3 separate regions of the Mus musculus genome follow, and all the other regions are linked to region 1. A link is a contact called in public HiChIP or PLAC-seq data. All regions are on one chromosome and are shown on one strand. Each heading gives the region's core, a stretch centred on a gene start, on an enhancer-like site or on the middle of the called end of the contact. The rest is flanking DNA. Distances are from core to core; before and after follow the strand shown.

The links. HiChIP or PLAC-seq counts read pairs in DNA pulled down with a chosen protein or histone mark.
Region 2: a contact with region 1 is called in a FOXA1 HiChIP or PLAC-seq map of pancreatic cancer cells. The contact joins two enhancer-like sites. A contact is called at or near these places in 1 of 39 promoter capture datasets (liver) and 1 of 115 datasets of contacts at active chromatin or transcription factors (pancreatic cancer cells).
Region 3: a FOXA1 HiChIP or PLAC-seq map of pancreatic cancer cells shows a contact between it and region 1. The contact joins two enhancer-like sites. A contact is called at or near these places in 1 of 484 Hi-C or Micro-C datasets (embryonic stem cells) and 3 of 115 datasets of contacts at active chromatin or transcription factors (bone marrow-derived macrophages, embryonic stem cells and pancreatic cancer cells).

The regions. Positions count from the first base shown.
Region 1 is chr7:118,251,215-118,253,914 of GRCm38.p6, forward strand. No RefSeq gene overlaps it. Among named protein-coding and RNA genes, the nearest start is that of Gm34999, 7.3 kb to the right of the region's middle. Within about 2 kb of position 1,362, at least 141 of the 459 cell types and tissues checked have an H3K27ac peak or open chromatin away from gene starts, as enhancers often do. A contact at or near this core is called in pancreatic cancer cells, where this site is marked.
Region 2 is chr7:117,738,477-117,741,176 of GRCm38.p6, forward strand. All of the region lies in intron 2 of Gm34762 (a long non-coding RNA gene), which reads right to left. Among named protein-coding and RNA genes, the nearest start is that of Gm34762, 19 kb to the right of the region's middle. Within about 2 kb of position 1,330, at least 44 of the 459 cell types and tissues checked have an H3K27ac peak or open chromatin away from gene starts, as enhancers often do. A contact at or near this core is called in pancreatic cancer cells, where this site is marked.
Region 3 is chr7:118,886,073-118,888,772 of GRCm38.p6, forward strand. The region is part of intron 4 of Iqck (IQ motif containing K); the gene reads left to right. Among named protein-coding and RNA genes, the nearest start is that of Knop1, 31 kb to the left of the region's middle. Within about 2 kb of position 1,404, at least 29 of the 459 cell types and tissues checked have an H3K27ac peak or open chromatin away from gene starts, as enhancers often do. A contact at or near this core is called in pancreatic cancer cells, where this site is marked.

The DNA.
Region 1 (2,700 bases), core at 112-2,611:
AACACAGGGGCTGGGAATGTAACTCAGCAGTAACCTTTCATGTATGAAGCCCTGGGTTCCAGCCTTAATATGCGCACACACACACACACACACACACACACACACACACACACACACACAGCATTTTTACGCTATATAATAAATATAGTTTGTGAGCTCTAGCACAAATTCTATGCTATTTGCTCTCTCTTTTTTCAGCATTTAAAAATTACATCATTTGTTATATTTTATATGTGTCTGGGATACACATGTGTGAAGGTTAGAGAGCAGGTTGCTGGAGTTGGTTCTCATCTTCTGACATTTGGGACCTGGGAATGGACTTCCCGTCCTCAGGCTAGGCAGCAAGCACTTTTACCTGATGAGCCATCTCACCTGCAGGCTGGCCTAGAACTTGGAGATCTGCCTGCCTCTGCCTCCCAAGTGCTGAAATTAAAGGTGTGCGCTACCACTGCCTGGCCTATTTACTTTCTTAAATCTACTGTTTGATTGATGTAGGAATGGAATCCAGGGCCTCACTCATACTAAGACTCTAACACTGAGCTGAACCCAGTCTCTTATTTTTATCTTTTTTTTTTTTTAACCCACAAAAGTTCCTTACATTTTTAAGATATTTGGAAAGGAAAGTTCCTGGAGTTTTCCTTTTCTTTTGAAAAGCCCTGAATTCAGGACTTGAACACAAACCAAGCCCAACTCACTTACTCATCATGACTTTCTTGGAGGCCTTCCAAATGCCTGACCAGGATATCCAGCCATCCTGTGAACAAAACAGAAAGAAGCATTCCCTTTTGCTTTTTAAACCCTTCATCTGGCCCAGGATTAGCCCCAACTACACACTAAGAACTGTGGAAATTCATCCTCAAACAGGAGACTCATGTCTAAGGGTCTAAGGGTGATGACTTCAATTCTTGTTTTTAAGGGTGATTTTTAAAACACAACAAATTCATTCCATAGATGTGTGTAGATGAGAGAGAGAGAGAGAGAGAGAGAGAGAGAGAGAGAGAGAGAGAGAGGAGGGGAGGGGAGGGGAGGGGAGGGGAGGGGAGGGGAGGGGAGGGGAGGGGAGGGGAGGGGAGGGGAGGGGAGGGGAGGGGAGGGGAGGGGAGGGGAGAGGAGAGGCGGAAGAAGGGAGTGGTGGTGATAAAACCGAGCAGCTTTCTTGTTCTTTTCCAAGCTAGGAAGCCTTTGTCACAGGTCAGGCTGCCTCAGTAAGGGCTATTTTTATAGTGGTTTTCAAGTTGGTACAGGAGGAATTTGGCTGGGAAACCTCATGACACATTTGAAACCTCCACCCAGGCTGCCTCAGCCTGCAGCAGAGGCCAAGTTCCAGTGAATCAGGGCACAAGACGTGCTGTGGCTGGTCACCTTTGTGTTCTCCAAACAAATAAAGAGCACTCATGTGACGTTGTGTGCGCTTATAAAGTGGAGAACATGAAGTGTGGAGAGGTGATTTCCCCTGGCTGCCCTTTGCTACCCAAAGATACTCTCCCTGCCCTCCCCCCTGCCTTCTCCTCTTTCTCCTCCTCTTCTTTCTCCTCCTCCTGCTCTTCCTGCTCCTCCTCCTCCTCTTCTTTCTCCTCCTCCTCCTCTCTCTCCTCCTCCTCGTCCTTCTCCCCCTCTCTCCTCTCCTCTCCTTTCTTTTTGAGAGTATTTCCTGCACAGCCCAAGCTGGCCTTGTCTCAGCCTCCCAAGTGCTAGACTTGCAGGCAGGCACTACTCTATGTGGATAACATATAGACTCTAATGAAATTAGCATCAAGATGTATGTGAGATGCAAATTATTTAACTAAAGTCTTTTGGCAGCTCCTCCTATTTGCTGTTCACACAGCTATCACCCAATGTTTTTCCAAGGTACCCTGTGTATTTCTCTTTCTCTAGCTTGTATGTCTGCAAGCCCAGCTTTAGCCCAAGGCTGTCCATGTGTGCAAGCACACTCAAGCAATCTTTATTTCTGGTGAGGGTGCAGGGAGAGGTCAGAGGTGAACTTTTCTCCTTCCACATGTGGGCCCCAGGGCCTATCGGCCTGTCCTGCGGTGCCTTGTCCTCACCAGCTCCAGCATTCTTAAGCAGCTCTTGGAAGGGGAGAATGTACAGCACCAGAAGAAGAGAGAGAAAGAGTGTAGCAGAGCGGAAGTCAAAAGGTGAGGAAGTAGAGGAGAGTGTGGGTGATAGGATAATAGCACTGGGTAACATTTCCTTGGATTCACCACTTACAGTGAGATGCTGTCGCTTTATAGGCAATTTATTGTCTGCTGACTCCTCAAAGTCACTCTGTCTGTTCCTACTTTCTGAATAGAGGCTTACAGAGGGTGAAACTTCCCCAGGTGATAGCTAGACTTAACTCACATAACTATAATTTCTTCTTGTATCTTTTTAAATTGAGCCAGACATAATGGCTTACACCTTTAATTCCAACACTCAGGAGCAGAGGCAAGCAGATTTCTGTGAATCCAGGACCAGCCTGGTCTACAGATCGAGTTCCAAGACAGCCAAGGATACAGATGAAAACCCTGGCTCAATAAATAAACAAGCAAGCAAACCATGAAATCTATTTAAAGATCAAGACGGGGGGGGGGGGGGGGGGGGGCTAGAGAGATGGCTCAGCAGTTAAGAGCACTGAGTGCTCTTCCAGAGGTCCTGAGTTCAATTCCTTGCAACCACATGGTGGCTCACAAACATCTGTAATGGGATCTGAAGCCCTCT
Region 2 (2,700 bases), core at 80-2,579, 510 kb before region 1:
CTGGATAGCAGGGACGTTGCCTTGAGTACAAAGGGGTTTGAGCTGACAGATGTAAAAACCATTCACAAGTCCTTACTCAAGCCGTGCCATGCCCAGAGCTAGCCAACGAGGGAAACAAGAGGACTGACCAAGGCGGTCCCCAGAAAAGTGTGCCCCAAGTTCCTCTAAAGTCCTTCTGCCTAAAGATAAATGAAGTCATAAACCACCATTCCTATTTTCCTGGCTCTTGGTTTCAAACATAAACTCCAGGACCTCAGAGCTGACCTTAACATGTGGTTCCTTACAAAAATGACTTTTGTCTTCTTTGTGTAGCCCTTCTCAATGAAAGCTTCAGGTATGGTATAGTAATTATAACAGAAACCAAGAGATATAGAACACCTCTTGCAGGGCAGAATGCTAAGTCCTTCACAGGCAAAACTACAACAAATTCTGGAAACCACCAAAAGGTTCAGAATATCCACCCTCACTCAGCAGACATACAAAAGCAAGATCCCAAACGTTGAAGTGACGGGCCCCAACACCACAGATACTAGGAGAGGATGTCTGCTCACAGAGTCAAAGTCCTTTAACAAACCATCATCCTCATGGGCAAGCCTGTCTCCATCATGAAAATCGGGTCATTCATGGAGATCCTTGTTGGATGCACAAAGTGTCCTCAGTTGTGTTGGATCCCAGTGGGAATCAAAACATGACTCTGAATGACTCATTCAATCCCTGTGACATAAATCAGATTATCATGAGCAATGGAAAAATTTCAAATGAGCTTGGAGGCTAGTGGCTCACCCCAAATCCTAAAGATGCCATTTAAACAGTGGTTAATAGACATAGAGCTGTCTGCTGGGCAGAAAGACCATTGATATGCGATAAATAATGGCCCCAATGTGAGTGAAAGTGAGCCCATAAATCCTCACTTGCTTATTAAGGAAGGTATCCTTTGGACCCACATTTATTATATATAACTACTTATAGATGCATTATCAACATATTTTTTCTTAAATACCATGCGGGGGCTGCTGTTCCCTCCTGGCGCAGAAAAATTAAGTCATAGAGAGATGAATTAAGATTCTGTTTAACTTCCTGATGTGGAAGCGAACACTCCCCAGCTGGAAGGGAACTTTGAGATCAACCAACTGTCTAGCTCTTTCAATCTGCAATCGAGAAAACTTCTAGTTTTAGGCATACTAGGCTTTCAGGGAACTTGAAATTCAAACTCACTGGTGACACTCAGACATGCTTAATTTACTCTTAGCATTGGCAGCTCTAATCAATGCACGAGTCTTCTGCTCAATGCCAACAACTGATCAGCCTTCCTGACGAACATGGACACAGAATCCTAATTCATGCTGATTCAAGCTGCAGGGCTTTGCTGATGAGTCACTCCTGGACTTGGGCCGTTACTGCCTATACTGCCAAACATGCTGATTAATTTTCACCGGCAGCCAGACCACAGATGGGCTGGGCTTTCACAGAGAGATTCTGGTTTGTTTGGGGAAGAACATCTGGCTTGTGCATATCGACCATATGTGAGCAGAATACATGTGGTCCAGCATGAGGAAGGACCCGTTGATAAATCTGGTAGGATTCCAGACAGAATAGAAACCTCTTATGTCTTCTATGGAAGCTACTAATATAACATGGCATCCAGCCAGAGAGGAGAAATGGCTGAGAGGATTGCATGAGTGAAGACCACCTGGTAGACCATTCTCAAAGCCTTGTGGTGCTGGGGAAGTAGGTAGAGGCCCTTGAGCTTCAGCGGGGAAAGCACAGATGTTGTGGTGGGAAACAGCACCCTGTGCCGGGGTGTTGAGAGCATGGACCGAATCCTTGAGAACACCAGGAGCTGCTGTAGAACCATAGGAAAGAGCACAGAGAGAGCAGAGGGGCATGGGATGGCAGAAGTGATGCTTCTCCTGGCACTTCACCTCAGGAACATTCAACCAGAATAGCAAGAATCGTGAGAAAGAGAGAGAAACTCGACCCCAAAGCCTGCATTTAGAATACAAAGTGACTACCTTTCCTCTAATTCGGGTTTCCAGGGTAAAAGGCGGATGCTTGAGAGTGAACTTGAGAAGTTCAGCTACAGAAAAGATGGGCTCTGTCTTCACCCATCTGAGCTTCGAGATTGGGACGTTTTCTGCAGCACAGAATGAGCAAGCTTAATGCTATGAGCTGCTTACTGCTCAGTGGCTCTTGATGCTGTGTCTCCGCTGCTGTGGATCACTGAGTGTGAGCACCTGGAGGCAGAGGCAGCATCTTTGATTTTCTTATCTCTGTGGTTTTCGCAGAACTGCTCAGCATACATTTGTCAAAGAAGCGACTCAGAATCTAACTGTATCAGTGTCACCGTTCATGCCATCAGGTGTCAAAGGGGATGTTTCCCTTATTGCAGATGACCGAGTAACTTGTGAAAGATACTCCCTCCCCAACAAAATAAACCCTTCTTGCTCTAGATTGACTTTCTTGGGTTTTTAACTACAGAGATGGAAAGTCACTAATATACTGTGACTCATTCCTCACCTTCCACCACTTGTATACACACACACACACACACACACACACACACAATAAAATTTAAAATAAAATATTTTATTAGGTATTTTCCTCATTTACATTTCCAATGCTATCCCAAAAGTCCCCCATACCCCCCCACTCCCCTACCCACCCACTCCCACATTTTGGCCATGGCATTTCCCTGTACTG
Region 3 (2,700 bases), core at 154-2,653, 630 kb after region 1:
TCCTTTGCTGCAGCTCATGGGCTGAAATCTTTACTTGAGTGAGACAAATACATCTTTCCCTCTTCAAGTAGTTTACCAAGTATTATTTTGATATGGCCACAGGTCCATAACATTATTTGTAAGAGTATTTTATTCTCAGCTAGCAGGGGTGAAGGCCTTTAGATTTCTTCCCATTCCTGTGTTGGCTCCTCTAGCTCTTCCCCCTCCAACTCTTCCCCCTCCTTTTGGTGAGACAGTTTTACTATGTAGCCCTGGATATTTTGGAACTCACTGTGTAGACCATGAGATCTGCTTGCCCCTGCCTCCTAAGTGCTGGGATTAAAGGGGTGTGCTAACATATCCATCTTCTCCCTTTTTATCCTGCTTCAGGGACGGCCCACTTCCCAGTTCATGGATAGTACAACTCCCTTCCCTGACATACGCAACTTTTCTTTTTTCAAGACATGGTTTTATGCGGCTCAGGTTGGTTTCCAATTCACTGTGTAGGTGGGGACGGCCTTGAACTCCTATACTCTTACCCCTACTCTCCCTGTGCTAGGTTTACAGGCAAGCACTACATGCTCTTCTGAAGGTGCCATTAGTCTGTTTCCTAGGCTGTCCTAACAAGGGGCCTCTTTTTATGAGGCTGTTAATCCCAAACTGGAGTTTCTAGGACCAAAAGCCTGGGCTCTCACAACCCCTTCCCACAAAGGGACATCTACTTGTCCCAGTTAAAGGGACAAGTGATTGTAAAAAGCAGAGACGGGAGATTTATTCAACATGCCCACCCTGGGAAGAGGAGCGGTTAAAAGAGGTACAGGAACTTATGTTTGCTTTGGGGATACTGATGTGAACATTTAAGTTTAAGTAGAGAAAGAACTGGGGCAGAGGACAAGAGACATTTATTATCAAGCAGGCCTGTTGAAAGTGGACTCTGATTGGTCTTTGACTCCACTGTATTTCTACATAAGGATCCGTCTTAACCCCAGGCCTCGATTACTTATGCTTCTCAATGTGGCTTCACTGTCATCGGATAATTGCTGTATGAGGTGGCTGGAGAGAGATCAGGGACAGTAATTTACCTCTGTGCCTTCAGCCAAAGTAAAGAAGAGAGACACAGGATGAAAGCAGACATGCCAGGCTCGCATCCTGTGTCTGGCTACTCTGTGGGCCAAGTGAAGAGACCATGCGTTTTAGGAAAAGCAGCCTCTCAGTGCCTGTCTCCCTCCCTCCCAGGCTCTAATCAAATAACCCAATCACTTTCCTCCCAGGCTCTACTCAAATAATCCAATCACTTTCTGAAGGACTCGCCCCTTGATGCCATCGCCATCTGGGCTAGGGTTTCAACCAAAGAATTTGGTGTGAACAGAGACACTTAAACACAGCGTGTAATTACCTTTTGTGTGTGCAAGAACACTCACGCTCTCAGCAGCTCTCAAGCATGAGTACTGCCTTTATTCTGGGCCAGCCTTCCTCACTCACTGTTTGTATATGAGATTCCATTGGTTCTGGAGAACAGCCTGGTGGTGTAGCTGGTGTTCTTAGCAGTTTAAGGTGGAAACTGCAGTCTGAAGAAGGAACGTCTTATTTGCACTTACAAGGTCAGAGCCAGTCCTTGGCTGAGCCAACCCGCCAATCAGTTCCCCTGTGGCTGAACCTCAGCAACTCACTCCAGGAGGTGACTTTCTAAGAGGATGGTGGAGGAAATGGTCTTTTCTCATCTACAAAGATGAGAAATTCCCAACAAGCTCAAACCAATCAAGGCAGCAGATGGGTCTCAATAGTCACACCCTGATTCATAGCACTCCACAAATTAATCACATGATTTTTTTAGTGACTAATGACTCACAGCAGGGGCTGCTTTGTGACCATCTACTCTATCAGAGACCCTCTGAGTCAGCCCAAGGGCCAGGGTACAGTCACTGCAGTAGCTCCTTAGCCAGGGGCTGACTGTATTAGTTACCTTTCTGTTACTGTGATAAAACAAGGCCAAGGCAACTTAGAGAAGGAAAGGTTTATTTTGAAGTCTTATGGTTCCAGAGTTTATGGCAACTGGAGCTGGAAACTGAGCGCTCACATCTCAAACTTGTGTGCAGGAAACAGAAAGATTTAACTCAACATGGTACCAAGTCATCAAGGTTTTAACACCTGCCCTCAGTGACACTTCCTCACGTAAGGCCACACCCCTAAGCCTCCTTAAACTGGGGACCAAGCATTCAATGCTGGAAATACGAGGGATATATTATTCAAACCAGCAACTGCTTTACTTCGTGATCTTGTTTGGGTGGTGGTGGGTGGTGTTTTGAGCCTGGGTCTCATGTAGCACAGGGTAGCCTGGAACTAGGTATGTAGCCAAGGCTGACCTTGAGTTTCTGAACCTCCTGTCTCTACCTCCATAGTTCTGAGATTAAAGTATGCTCAGTTTTATGAGGTGCTGGGGATCAAGCTCTGAGCCTCCTACATAGAAGGCAAACACTACCTATTGCGCTCCGCTAGACTTGTGCTATCATCATTTGGGTGACTTAGTCTCCCCTATTCTGTGACTGAAAATACTGAGGTCCAGAGAGGTATCTAGTTTATGAGACAACTAAGAGGAAGCACCAGGGTCTGAGCCTAGGACTCTGGTTCCAGAGCCGACATTCATCATGACCATCGGTGAAAGAAATACTTCCCATTATGCAATGTAATTACTGCAAAGAAATGAGCCATGTGAGCAGAGAT